2 separate regions of the Rattus norvegicus genome follow, and region 2 is linked to region 1. The links are chromatin contacts, called in public Hi-C maps. All regions are on one chromosome and are shown on one strand. Each heading gives the region's core, a stretch centred on a gene start, on an enhancer-like site or on the middle of the called end of the contact. The rest is flanking DNA. Distances are from core to core; before and after follow the strand shown.

Region 1 (7,451 bases), core at 3,043-5,542:
TAAAGACATCTTTACCTGAGATGCAGATCCAGCTATGCCTGCCTGTCTGTCCTCTGCGCTGCCATAGGTAGAACGGGCTAGCAGGTTAATGTGTCTTTCTCCTGTGCCCAGCTTCTCTCCAGGTGCTTTTCTGTAGGACATTATCTCTGCATACGTCTGTTTTCTTTCCTTCTTGTGGTTAAGACCCAGTCATCCTTTATGCTGACCATCCTCCAGTCTCCCTACCATGGCTTTCACAGTTTTACTCCCAGCTTCCTCCAAGCATTTTTTTTGTCTAGAGTTTACCTTTTTGTGTCGGGTGGTTGCCTGTTGCATGGAACTAAACTTCCCTTAAAAAGCTTTTTACCCAGTTTTCAACTTACTGTATTCTCAGACCCTAGCACAGTGCCTGGCACATAACAGATACTATGCATTTGGGTGGAGACTCAAGTTATGACTCCTATGCCGGAGTCCCAAGGGCAGAAATGAAACAGATCATGGATATGAAAATTGCTTTGTAAAAATAAACTGTTCCAAAAATGAGCATTACTATAGATTGACCTGAAAAATCAAATGCCAGAACAAACTACAACCTGCTTAAAGCTTACTTTTCTCCTTTTAAAACACAAAGATATATTTTTTAAAATGTGTCCAAAAGGGTTTAAAAAGCATATGCTAATACTGTTGATTTTGGTATATTGTAGCCTATCCTACAACCCCCTTCTACCCTTATCTCTTCCCTAGAGAAGGCTGCTGCTGTAACTAAACAGAGACCAAGCAGTAATTCATTAAGCCAAAGTCATTTTTAAAGTTTAAAATTTTCTTTGGAAAGCATAACATGGGTCAATTATTCTTCTAATAACTTAGTCACTACCTAAAAACGTACTTTGTAAAGTCAAACTGCATACAATGTGCATGAGCACTGTACGTATTCAGAGGTCAGCTATCAGAATGACAACATGTTTTTCTAAAGCCAGGAACAATGTAGATATTGTCTTAGAATTATTTTTTAAACATTGTAGCCTCAATCACAGTTCTGAAGCCAATGAAACCAAACCTATTTTATATCTTTTTGCAATTTCTTCCTGAATGAAAAATGACATTTCATAAAAATAATGGTGCAGATTTTCGTATCACTATTTTTTTTCTTTTTTTTTATTATTAACTTGAGTATTTCTTATATACATTTCGAGTGTTATTCCCTTTCCCAGTTTCCGGGCAAACATCCCCCTCCCCGCTCCCCTTTCTTATCGGTGTTCCCCTCCCCACCCTCCCCCCATTGTCCCCCTCCCCCCAACAGTCTAGTTCACTGGGGGTTCAGTCTTAGCAGGACCCAGGGCTTCCCCTTCCACTGGTGCTCTTACTAGGATATTCATTGCTACCTATGAGGTCAGAGTCCAGGGTCAGTCCATGTATAGTCTTTAGGTAGTGGCTTAGTCCCTGGAAGCTCTGGTTGCTTGGCATTGTTGTTCATATGGGGTCTCGAGCCCCTTCAAGATCTTCCAGTTCTTTCTCTGATTCCTTCAACGGGGGACCTATTCTCAGTTCAGTGGTTTGCTGCTGGCATTCGCCTCTGTATTTGCTGTATTCTGGCTGTGTCTCTCAGGAGCGATCTACATCCGGCTCCTGTCGGCCTGCACTTCTTTGCTTCATCCATCTTGTCTAATTGGGTGGCTGTATATGTGTGGGCCACATGTGGGGCAGGCTCTGAATGGGTGTTCCTTCAGTCTCTGTTTTAATCTTTGCCTCTCTCTTCACTATTAAAAATTGTAACTTGCATTATCCCATACCTAAAATCAGTTTTTTTTCCTCCTGGGCTGATGATAAAACAGTTATTCAGGAATTCCTGAAATACCTACAATTCTTTTTCACTCAATACCAAAAATCCCTTAGAAGATTAATGAATTGGAGAAAAATTACTTTCTTAACAAGATGCTTCCAGACACTGGAGAAATTTCAACATCCATAACGTCCTGACACACACCACACACGTCGAAGGTATGGCAGGTGGAATGTTACTTCACTTCATACAGAAAGTGACAATCAACAGCAAACAGTAGAAACCTTCTACAGAACAAGGAGCACAGAAAACAAAATCAGGTCTTCAAAACATAAAAATAATGCCACCATCCACCAGTCAGACCCACACCCCGCAAACCCATGTCCTTTCAGGTTTGAAGTTTGGCAGAAAGCTTTAATGATACTAAGAATAAACCTTACAGGGGGCACAGAACAAACGAGTGAGCTGCTCACTTCCTCCCTTAGTTTTAGTTTGTGCTTTAGTTGGTGAACTTTTCCAAGATTTAAATGCAACTGTTCACATTAAAAGAACAAAAATCAGACGGGAGGCCGAAGTTAGATTTGTCTAAGTCAAATGTATCACTTGTCTATAGAGTTAGATTACAACTTGTCTAAAAGGTCACTTTTCATTTTGTTTGGTTTGGTCTTTAAGGTAAAGTGCAAACTGGCTTCTTGGTGATAAATCATAGCTGCCTAAAGTCCCTTCCCTCAGTAGTTGGGGAGAATGCAGCCAAAAGCACGGTAACACGACACCACTTGCTGCTCTTTGATTTTGAAACCTTTGACCAAGATCAATAACATGGGATACGATTCAAAACAGGGGGATAAACAAAACTCCAGGGCTCTAGACAGAACATAGTCCCAAGATGGAGTTCAAATTAAAAACAAGTTATAGTTTGGTATTAGACACTAGAATTAGTATTTCATATCTATTTTGCCTGGAGGTGAGGCACTGACTGGAATACAATTTGGATTAGTCAGGGTTTCTGGGTTACCCTGTAGGGAACAGAGCACCATCATCCCTGTACCCTGATTCTACTGCAGAACAATGGGATTTGATGTTTTGACCAATCCAGGAGGTATTCATACATACACTCTAGGGAGGCAGCATAAACTGTGAATCCCTGCCAATCAAGTCCCTGCAGCCCCATACCCTGTGCCCAACAAGAAACTGGCTGATCTCGTTTCAGAAAATAGAAAGGAGGAAGAAAAAAACTGGAAAGAGGAGATACCTGAGAAAACCTATTCCAGGAAAATAGAAACAAGCACAAGAGAACATGTCTCCTAAGTCGAGAGGAGCTGAAGCAGAGGGAGCCTGGAGACTTCCCCCCAAGGTACTGAGTGAGGTCTGCCCAATGTGCTGGGCTAGTGAAATCTTTTTGGTGGATCACATCCGTCCTTACAAAATGACCTGCCTGCACTTAGAGAGAAGCAAGCTCAATCTGTGGGAAAGCCCGTCAGAGTCTAAATGAACCACCCTGAAACCACCTTGCACTTGGTAACAGAGAGGTATGATTGGGTAAGATCAGGGATCTATAGCTACCTAGGTTTTTCCTGGGCCCACCAGTCCCAAAACTTGGTCAAATAACTGAATTGTTATGTCTCTGCTTTTTTCTATGTGAACAACTGATGATCATGTACCTGACTCAGGAGATGGCTGCAGAAGTTCAATGACTTCAGGCATAGGATGCTGAGAGGATAGGTTTGTACACGGTAAACACCACAGAGAAATTATTACCCCTAGTCACTACTCTGTGAAGAAGAGGCCCACTGCGGTATGTGGTATGGGGAAAAGGTAAGTTGTGTAGTTCTGGCGAGGTAAAGATGGAAGGGTCCTTGAGACTTACTGGCCAGCCAGCCTCAGGACTAGATAAGCTCCAAGTTGGTACAAAACTTACGTAAAAGGACAAGGTGGGGAGCTCCTGAGGAATAACACCTAAGGCTACAGCACATATGTAACTACACACGCCATGCACACACATGTCCGTGCAGACCAGAAACTGTTTGCTTTGACTAGGAAAATGGGAGGCAAGACCAGACTCTCTTCCAGTCCTATTTCATAGGGGTTTCCAGGAAGAACGTGATGCAACCCTGGGCAGCCGTGACATGAACTCTAAGCTACCTGCCTCAGGTAGGTGTGGGACCAAGAAGCCCTCTCCAGAGTCACGTACTTGAACCAGGCAAGATTCCCCAGAGAAAGCCAGCTACTATCTCTGCTCATTGCCATTGCCAATGGGGACTTGTGCTGCTCACTAGGGAAGCAGTACAGCTTGGGACAGCCATCAGTAGGGAGCCACTTGACTCTTGTTATTCATGGGTGAGCCCTGTGTAAGAGGCTGAGTGGTGAACACTCACTAACCATGACCTGCTCCACTTTTCTAAGAACCACTGCAAGTATACTTTAACTAGACCTTATAAAAATGTTCTGACCCAACATGCCCAGAGAGCAGAGGTTGGTTCTTGGGAATTCTTATTACACTATTTCCTAAGGACTCTGGGCATCCTTGTTTATACAGGAATGAGTCCATGTCAGTGAGCATGTGACTTGTACCTGTTGGGGAATATTGAAGTCACCATTTCATCAGGATCTTTGAAAGGAGTTTCATCAATAATTAAAAAAAAAAAACACCAGCAGCAGCCATTCAATTTTGGAGTGCAATTTGCCTCTAAGAATAACTAAACACCCTGTGTTTGGATTATACTTATTCTCAAAGCCTCAAAGAACTAGCTGGGGGCAGACACCTGGTTTCCATCCTGATTTTAATTTTTGTATTTAACAGCAGAGTTAGTTATAAATCTGAGATTTCTGACAAGCTTTTTGAGCTTCTATTTTCTCAGAAGTAGAGTCACTCCCATCCTGGGAAACTTCACTGTGTATCTGGGGCACAGTAGTTCAACACTTAAAACTGAGCTAGAAAGGTTGTAACATTGTAGTCTGTCAGCAAAAAAAGGCACATACACTACCACATTTCAGGAGAAACTGCATATTTTAAATATGCTCATAAGACATTTAAAAAAAACTCTCAATACCTGGATACTATTCACTGAATTGCTAAATAAAATCTTTTTTTTAAGAGATGCAACTGTACTGTGCCATTGGCACTAGTATGAACTCAGTGAAAACTGAATTATCTTTGATGGGAGGTGGTAACAGTCCTGTGAAGCTACCCTAAATAAATAAAGGAAACAAATGGACAATTAGCAAGCATTCCTCAAATTATTGGCTCCCATTAGCCTATCAGGTGGAAGAGTTCTGCTTCTGTGTCCATCAGCTGAATCCATGCCCTTCCTCCCAGAACGGTGTAGCCACCAAGTTCTTCCCAAGCTGGAGCATTTACAACACTCCACACAGAGTTCTCAAAGATAAAAACTTCACTTCCAAGGGCTACCTATAAGATAAGGTTTTTGCTATCTTATTCTTAACCTTTTTTTGTTTCCTTCGTGTCTGATTCAAGAGTCAGACATGCTAGAAAAAAACAAAAACAATTTATTTTTTTTCTCTAAGCCAAGACCTGTACTTGGCGGAAAATGTGAAGGAGGAAAAATGACGGGGGAAATTTGTAAGTAGTCAAAATTGATTTTAACCAACATGGCTCTTCTTATGTTTTCCTAACAAGATGTCTCCTCAATTTTAGTACAACGGGGTTCTTTTGAACACTGACTTTAAATTCCTGCACTTAAGACTACTCAGGAGATGTTTCTGACAGATAGACTTTGTACAGCAGTACAAGACAGAAGAGGTTCTTGGGCCCATTTCAGTTCAATTTGCTGAGCATGCTGGTGAGGAAAGTGCACAGCACAGTAACATGCTGCACTGCCCAATAAATGACTCATCTACGCCCTGTGTGCAGTGCACACAGATATGCTCGGCTGCCTGGTCCACATACAGAGTTGGGGCGAAAGCTTTCATATATACAAATGCATGGGCTCAAGGCTTTCAAAGACATGTATGTGTGTACTACTTGACATCAGGTCAGTCAAGTGCACAGCTCTCAACTCTGCAAAGTCCTTCTTTCGAGTACACTGCCAAGCTAAGTTTTCGCTCTTAAAACTGATATTTTAAGTCACACTCAGACTTTGTAGTCTCAGTCTCCATCTCAGACTCAGGCCCCAGCTGCAGCTACCTCCTGAACTACACCTTGCACTAAAAGGCAGAACCACAGTGACGACATGAAATATAGGTTAAAACGAGTTTTTAAAAACTGGCCAAATACGCACTCAAGCCTGAACACACAAAAACAACTTCTCTGACAAGATGAACCACACCACATATCTGCAGCAGGGATTCTGAGACCTGTCTTTTTTCTTGGCAGTCCCTGCTTCGGAGGACATCTGTCATGCAGCAGACATTACAGCCACCTTTATTATGCATCGTGACTATTTTTATAATTAGAAATTACAAGCAGCAACAGGAAAAGTACCGAAAGGGTCTAAAAAATAGGACTCAGATCTCACCAGGAACAATATTAAAACAGGAGGCCACACGAGGGTCTTGGGTCCCCTAGAACTAGAGTTATATATGGGTAGTTGTTAGCTGCCCAACATAGGTACCAAGAACTGAACTCAGGTCCTCTGGAAGAGCAGCAAGTGTTCCTAACCACTGGACTATCTCTCAAGCTTCTGCCACTTGCAATTTTTATGGAAAACTCACTGAACACTATCCCTGTTGGCCTGACACACAAGCCACTAACAACTTCCACAAATAGCACAGAGCATTAGTGGGGTGGGAGGCCATAAGTTTATGGGAGAGCTTGAGTCATAACTAGGGCTTCCAGAGTCACAGTCACAGTGACTCACGCTGTAGTGGAACTGTAGACGTCTCTTCTTGTATAAAATAATAAATCAGATTTTCAAATGTCTGACTGAAGCTTGAGATGCAAGCAGACTTTCCACAGGAGGCGGGCACCATCACTGAAACATTGTCAGCTCAAAGCTTCAAGACACAGTAATAAACTGAAAACAGTCAGCATCTCCTTCTCCTCGACTCAGATATGAGACTATTCACTCTGACACAAAGAGGTTTTGCAAATCAATAGACCATTTAGAAGTGGCCTGTTTTCATTCTAACACAGTGGCTTTTAAAAAAGTGTCACACCCAATATAGCAGGCTTCAGGGTTTGTGAAAGTGCCAGTTCAGAAAAGCATTGCTTATTGTGATGGTTACCATTGGCAAAGGGAGTTCACAGCAGGATGCTCACCAGGTCTATAAATCAATATATGGAAATCCAAACAAAAGGCTTGTTTAGCTCCTCTTACTAAAAGCATTTTTAATTCCACAAAAGAATCAGAAGCCAGAGACTGTAGCCTGGTTAGAGGACTAATTGTTCTAATGAACCTTTAATGAAACACTTGAGGAATCCATTCACACAGGATCCTGTTTCATACACCAGCTTTTTCCTTTCAGCTGCAAAGTTGATGGTAATTCCGCTCCTCGCTGTTAAAATTGCTATCCCTTTGTGCTTCAGCCTAAACCAATGACACAGCTCTATACGAAACAGGAAAATTTATCATACACGCTACAAAACACCTCCCTTTTTGTTCCCCCTTTCCCAGTTAATGATGGCAGCCCACCCACAGAGAAGCAAATGGAACATCTTCTGCAGGACAGCCAGCCTTTCCTTCCCTAGATACATCACATGACTCCTCTGTCTTCTTTAACAAATGTTTGAGGA
Region 2 (7,451 bases), core at 2,983-5,482, 38 kb before region 1:
GATAGCTGCCTCAATTAAGAGGTACAACTTGGGGTTGGAAACATCGTTCAGTTGTATGCATGCACAGGGCTCTGGGTGTTATGATTTGAATAGGAGATGCACCCCCCACAGACTCATGTATTCAACCCTTGGTCCCTACCTAGTGGCACTATTTTGCAAGGTATTATAAACTTTAGATGGCGGGAGATGTTGACAGCAGGGCACGCCTCGGGAAGTTATACCTAGTTATCACCATCTTCCGCATTACCTGCTTCCTGTCAACTATGAGGTGAATGGCGGCCTCCATCACATATTCCAATTGTTATGTTCTATATAAATACATAGAGCCAAACAAATTATCTGAAACTAAGAGCCTTCTTCTATTGTAACACTTCTTTCAGCAATTTTGTCATAGGAATAATAAAACTAACATCCTGGCTTTGATCATTGCACCATCAACACACACACAAACACACACACACACACAATACACATGTGCGTACGTATACACACACGCACCTATATTCATAGGTACGTGAGTGCACACACGCATATGCATGCACACACAGAGAAGTGACGCTATACCAAACAGTAAGTCTAGGATTAAAGTTTTGCTTCACTCTGTGAAAATATGGCTCGCCACCCGGAAATTAAGGGGCTACGTGGACCAAGGCCAAGTCTGCTCCGTTTTCCCAGACACACGACAGAGCTGAGCCGAAGTCAGCCGAGCTTCAGCTACAAGCACACGTGGAGCCAGCGCCTAACTGGAACACGTGCAGAATGATGAATTAAGCAAATGCCCACTGCTGCAAGGCACTGAGTGTGGGGGTGACTTGTTAGGCAGCATTGCGGAGGCCATAGATAACTAATACACTGAAGAAGTCAGAGACGTAAGTCTATTCATATTACTGTTCCTCCCACTTACGCGCAACATACTCTAAAAGCCTGTACGTTTTGTGTATAATCTTAACATAGAGCAGACATTTTATGAAGCTGATATTTGAAGGATTTCTTGAAGGGTGGTTTCTATGACCATACTCTGAAATTTTTAACAATAAAACTGGAGGCTAACACCTCAACTCCACTCGTCTGTGAAACACTTTATGTGATTCTGAGAGTTTGAAGAGCTATAGCCCTGATAGACACATGTGTTTGGATGCTCGTCCATAGGGAGTGGCACTGTTAGGAGATGTAGCCTTGTTGAAGTAGATGTGGCCTTGATGGAGGAAGTGTGTCGCTGTGAGGGCAGGCTTTGAGGTCTCCTATGGTCAAGCTATGCCTAGTATGGCATGCAGTCTCCTGCTGCCTGCGGATCAAGGTGTTGAACTCTGGCTCCTCCAGCACCAGTGCACACGCCTGCCTGTTGCCGTGATGCTAATCGCAAAGCCTCTGAAACTGTGGGCCATCTCCAATTACATGTTTTCCTTTATGAGTTGCTGTCAAGTGTCTCTCCACAGACATGAATCCCTAACTAACTCGGTGGTAAATATGGTTATTTATTTCCACTTTATAAACAAGGAAACAGAGAATCAGCAAAGTTAGATTCCAAAGTTCTCATAGCTTAAATTACAAAGAACTGGAATTTGTACCCCCAAACCAAGCTCATGACTATGGCACACGCTGTGTTTGTCCTGGCAGAAGGCACAGCGTAATGTGTGCATGCCCGGGTATAGAGGCATCCAGCAGGCAGACTTACCTGAGCCAGAGGCAGAAGAATAGTCATCATCATCAATAGGATATAATCCTGAAGCTTCCTCAATGGAGCTGCTGTCAAGGTACATGTCCTTATCAGATGTCAGCTCTGCTCTCTGAGAAAGCAAAGACAAGTAATTCAGGATGGTCCAATTCAGAAAGGCTCTGCTTTGTCTACTGTGCAAATATTGTATATGCTGCACTGAAGACCTGACGCTCCACAGCTGTGCTCTGCACCCTCCTGTCTAGCCACCCTTTACCCAGGATGCCCTAGCAACTTATAGAACACACACACACACACACACACACACACACACACACACACACACACGGAAGCTCATGTGGCTTAATCTTACAGAATGATGATAGCAGACATTCAAGTCTGGCATAGGCTTAGTTCAATCCACTCCACTCCACTCCACTTATCTGAGTATCTGTTGTCCCAAGTTACTAAACTATCTCACACATTTGTTTTTATCATAAATGAGATTCCTTGATGATTAAAGCTAAGCTACAGAATGCCTAAATCATTTTCTAGAAACATAAAGCAAGGTATTATGACGCTAGGCTAAACAATCACACAGGGACGTATCAAGGCACACCAGACATTCACGGGCTTGGCCGTGCTTGGCTTTATCACTACAGACAAGTGCTCCCTAGCTGCTGGGGAAGTCCAGAGATCTCTGTACAGACCAGACCCACGCTGACACAAGGCAAGGCAACCTGTGTGGAACATGGCCTGTGAGGCTCACCTACCAATGGGGAAAGCCCATGGCAAGTCTACTTCTTAGGCTTGCCGGCGTAGCAACGTCTAATGACAGACCCAGATAAACCCACAAGAGTACTTTTTCTTGTATTACTGGCACTTGGTGATAGCAAGTCATGGGCTTCAGTCACCAAATATCCCATTTCCAGAGCTTCTCAGCTTTTCAATAAGAGGCCACGATTAAAATTCAATCTAATCTTGCCAAACTTGCATGAACTGCAGACAGAGCAGAGATGGAATTTTTTTTAAAAAGGATTTAGTAAATTGATATTTTTACTACCAGTATCTCAGACTAGTAGCTTTTGGAACAGATGACATTCATTATTGTCCTATTTTTAATGATCAAATTGAATGTTTGTCCCTCATAGGAATTATAAAAAAAAAAGTTCCCCTTACTATATTGGCTTCTACTAGATTTGGACTGAAAATAAAACTTGGTTTCAGCAGTCAATATGAGTGAAAAGCCTGGGAGAACTAGCAGACACTCTCTAAACAGTAATACTTTATCCTCTCGAGTTTCAGGGGCTGGCTGGAGAGGCAGAAGGATGTTAAATGAGAGCCCACAATCTCCATAGGCCTTGATGCCAAGGAACAAAGAAGGACGGGAATCGCTGAGATATCACTGAGGGATTCAGAGGCTGCAGCCCAGGATTTGGGTTTCAGCAGGCTGATTTGCAGGCATGAGTAACATCCCTCCCACAGCAGCCAAGAATGTTCCCGAGTTATCCTGCCACACAGTTAGAGCTTTCCTTTGTAATCGGAGGCAGTTCTACAAAATACCAGTTTTCAAGCTTCTGATCATACCATGTTTTAATTCTCAAAGCTTGCAAACTTAGTAGGGATGCCTGTATGCTCTAGCCCCGTGCGCCTGACCCCGTTACCTTCACAACTCTCTTGTGGGAGAAGGCTGTGCACACAGACCCCCACGTTCCTGGGACGTCCATTTATACATCCAGGAATTCAAACTACGGCAGGTTGAAAACATGGATGTGTAAATATAGAATGGTACTGAGTCTGAGGTAGGGCAATCACAAGTTTAAGGGCAGCCAGGGCTACCTGATAAGACCCTGTCTCCAAATAAATATATATAAAAAAAAATCAGTATTGAGCATGTACCATAATAAACAACAGCTATTAGTACAGCCATTATAATTAGCCAAAGATGACTTTAAAGTACACAGGAAAAGCCTTGGTATGTGGGAATGCCATTTCATATAGGGAGACTTAAGGGTTTGTAAGTGTTGGTATACAAGGCATCCTAGACTCCACAACAGGATCTTCCCGAAGCCTCCCCGCTGCACATTACTAAACCTCAGTGCCTGGAATACAGTACCAGGTACCCAGAAAACACTCCTGTTGTTGAACCAGTTTGTGCTCCCACCTCAAGCTGCTGTGGGTTCAGCTTGGATTAAACCTTGTCTTTATAAATTACCTAAGGAACCGCCCACCCTGCCAAAGCTTGCCTGCTTTTCAAAGCACCCTGACTTCTCTGGTTATTTTTCTTGTAAGTCCCCTAGTTGTAAACTTGCTTTTCTTCGTAGCACACACGCCAGGGAAGACAGAGGTTTACTGTTGGGATTAATTGGTTCGTGTGTATTCTCCCTGCCTCTGGATGAAAACAAAGTGTCAATACAGATTTGGAACAACCAGTGTGACCTTGTTCTTTGTCCAGCTCAAAGTGCGTGAGTACTCAACAAATATTTGTCAGCTGAGATTACTAAATCACATGGCTTGAGCAACCTTTGACTTGGGTTTCAATAACATACACTGTAAGACCGCTAGGATCCTTATAGTTAAAAGCTCTTGGATCCGAGCCTGGGAGGTAACCTGTCCCACACTTACTACACTGTGCACTGCGCCTCCTTAAGTGACAGGGTCCTTAGAGTAAGAGGAAGATTATAGAAACCAGTTTCTCTTATCTTAACACCAAATGCATTTCATTCTCTTCTTTCTTCTTTCTCAAAGAAATCTGACATGGCAGTGTTAATACTGAGATGATTAATTCTTATATACCAATCAAGGTTCAGCATTAGATGACCCAGTTATCAGGACATGCATTCTGTCCCAAAGCCTGGTAGGTGGGTTTCTCTGGGAGAATCCCAGCAATGCCATATTTTAGCACACTGGGTAGCATGACCAGCCACTGGCAAAAGACTTCAGGGCTTGGATTACTGTAGAACTTGAGAGAGGGCCAGGGGACATCTGGAGACAGAGTCTGGTTGAAGTCACTTTGGTCCTGTAGCACCAGGGTAGTTCAGGGCTGTCCAGATGTCTGATGTATTTGGAGGCAGCCAAAAGTATTTGTTTCTCCACCATCCATTGGGATGCAAGTAATTTGGACATCAAATTAAAATCATCCTTTCCTGCTCTGACTTCAGGAACACTGGTAACAAAGTGGGAATCAGCCACATCCTTCTACAGAGTCCACTTTGAGAGCAAGCAGACCTTTTTCACCTGTAGCAGCTAAAGCTCTATGAACTCCCCATTGCCACATTCCCCCCAAAACACTATCCCAAACAAGACAAATGCCATTTCTGAAGACTTCGCACCCTGTGCTGGTAAAACAGATTTTGTAGTTAACATGCTGAAGAAGTTAATAAATTACATAGCGGTATTCCCTTAAAGTGCGACGTGCATTTCTCTAAGGCCAGGCTAAGGGGCTCTCACAGCTACTGATTCTCCACCGAGATGAACAGCCACTCCCCTTGACTGTATATGCTCTGCACATGCTCAGTGGCACAGAATGAGTGGGTGAAAGGGACTGGGAGAAGAAGCACAGTGGCCAGCAGTGAAACTGGGATTTCCGACAGAGGCTGTTTAATCTGGGTCTCACCAAAGCTATGAGATGGAGCTGCTGCCCTTGGCTAAAAGGGGGCAGAGAGCAAAGCTGGCATTTCACACCTTCCCCTGCTTGGCTGCTGTAAGATTTGAATTCAGGGTCAGAAGAGAAAGCATGGACGAAGAGGAGAGCGGCTAGAGACTGAGCCAGGAGGAGCTGTCTCAACAGTTCCTCCTCTGCTTAACATCCTACCAGTCCAATCCGCCTCATGGAAGATGGGGTTGCCTCGAGTCATAGGTGCCTGTTGTCTTTAATTAATTTTGAGAAATATCTCATCTTTAAAATGCAACAAGAAGAAAGTACTCTTTGGCCAAAAACACTCTTGTCTTTTACTGTGGAGGATCTGACAGAGGAACAAGCCCTTGGATATTTACAAGCACTCATTTTAAGGGTTTATTTAAAGAGACTTGTCTACTACCTAACACTTTCCCAAGCTTATACCATTTTCTCAATTATATTCCATCTAAGCTATTCATAGAAAAAGATGGAGTTGCATAGGGAAAAAAGTTCTTAAAATCTATTCTTAAGGAACTCATAATTCATAACTACATCAAATAGTACTTGTAGATCCTTGGTTATACAGAAAGCTCAGTGGTGTGTGGTGGTGGTGGTGGTGTGTGTGTGTGTGTGTGTGTGTGTGTGTGTGTGTGTTGTGTATATGTTTGTGTGTATGTGCATGTGTGTGTATGTGATATGCATGTATATGCGTATGTGTGTTGGTTTGCATTTGTGCATGCACATGTGTGTGGTTGGACAATAGTGTGTAGGGAAGGGGAAGGCTCATAGAAGAGTGAACATATATGTATATATTCGAAAGGAAATACTTGATTCTGTATTCTAACCAAAAGTTAATTTAAAAACTAATTAACATTGCTCGGGTGAGGATGTAACTCAGGGAAAGAACCTGCTTCAGTGTCTTCTGCATCCTTCCTTGCCTCTGCCTTGCCTACACAAACACCAGTGTGCTCAGGGAGGCAGCATGAGAAGGCTCAACAAAGAGAAGTCAAAGTTTCCTGATCTGCTGGGTCTTTAGGCCTTTTAAAGACAACCTAGTGGATTCCACATCTGGGGAAAATAGAGCCACATTTTCTTGCCTTTATAGAAGGGCATGCTGAGGTGTCTCCAAATGTAAGGAATGCTTGTGGGAGAAACCCCAACTCATTAAGAATGTCTCCAGTGAGCTGGCACTGATGGTGCTCAAGTGTAATCCCAGCATTCAGGAAGCTGGGACAAGAGGTTCAGAGTTTAAGCTCAGTTGGTTTGGCAAATCCAGTTTCAGGCCATCCTGGGCTACATTGTGATAATCTGTCTCAAAAGTAACAAAAAAGGAAGCAGCATAAGAAGGAAAGAAGTAGATGCATAGTGTCCTAATGTTCTCATCCACAAAAAAACTAAATGTCTCTAATGAGCCAACAAAGCGCAAGTCAGGAAAAAAGGAAAATGTCTGAAAATGACTTTTAAAAAGTAACAGTGAGTAGTGCATGGCACTGACTGGGGACATTTCTCTCTGCTTAAAATAGAACCACATCCCGTCAAAAGCAGCCAGATTTCCTAAGCCAAAATTCTCATGTCAGATTGTGCTTAAATACAATGTTCACTACAACCACCAACACACACACACACACACACACACACACACACACACACACACACACACACACACACACTTTACCTAATCCAAAACACCTTGCCAGGGTGTTTTGTGGCCCTGAACACTAACTAGAATGTATGGTCCAGTACTTTCAGAAAAGGTGTCTCGCTGCATGGATGCGGGTGTATACAGCCCTCCGAAAACTATTTGGTTTCCCACTGTGTTGTTTATCGATTCTACTGAGTAGTTCCTGGCTCAATAACTTGCTTGTTAGATAAATTTAAAGTAACAACTCGGATTTGTGGGTTCAGACAATCTTTCATGCCTGTTTAACAAATGAAGCCACTTTCTTCTACTCCCATGCATTGAAATACACAAATGGTATGTGTCCCAGTCTCATCTGTTGACAGTGAGTAGTCCATGCATACTATTGAGTGTGTGTTCATTTGCTGACAACCACATCCCTGCTATGTTATTTGCCAAAACTAGGAACATAATCCCTCGATTTTCACAGTCCACATTTTCATGGTGAAGAACACTTAGCTGAAGAACGCAAGAAAGAAGGACACCCAAACCTCTGCACC

The links. A called contact is a pair of places that touch in the nucleus more often than the background predicts.
Region 2: a Hi-C map of liver shows a contact between it and region 1, with 5 times the contacts expected there. The contact joins two enhancer-like sites. A contact is called at or near these places in 4 of 12 Hi-C or Micro-C datasets (the A7r5 cell line, kidney and liver).

The regions. Positions count from the first base shown.
Region 1 is chr7:66,066,217-66,073,667 of GRCr8, reverse strand. All of the region lies in intron 1 of Sdc2 (syndecan 2), which reads right to left. Among named protein-coding and RNA genes, the nearest start is that of Sdc2, 58 kb to the right of the region's middle. Within about 2 kb of position 4,292, at least 4 of the 93 cell types and tissues checked have an H3K27ac peak or open chromatin away from gene starts, as enhancers often do. A contact at or near this core is called in liver, where this site is marked.
Region 2 is chr7:66,103,957-66,111,407 of GRCr8, reverse strand. It overlaps Sdc2 (syndecan 2), which reads right to left. Exons shown (of 5, transcript NM_013082.4): 2 at 1,676-1,787. Among named protein-coding and RNA genes, the nearest start is that of Cpq, 42 kb to the left of the region's middle. Within about 2 kb of position 4,232, at least 8 of the 93 cell types and tissues checked have an H3K27ac peak or open chromatin away from gene starts, as enhancers often do. A contact at or near this core is called in liver, where this site is marked.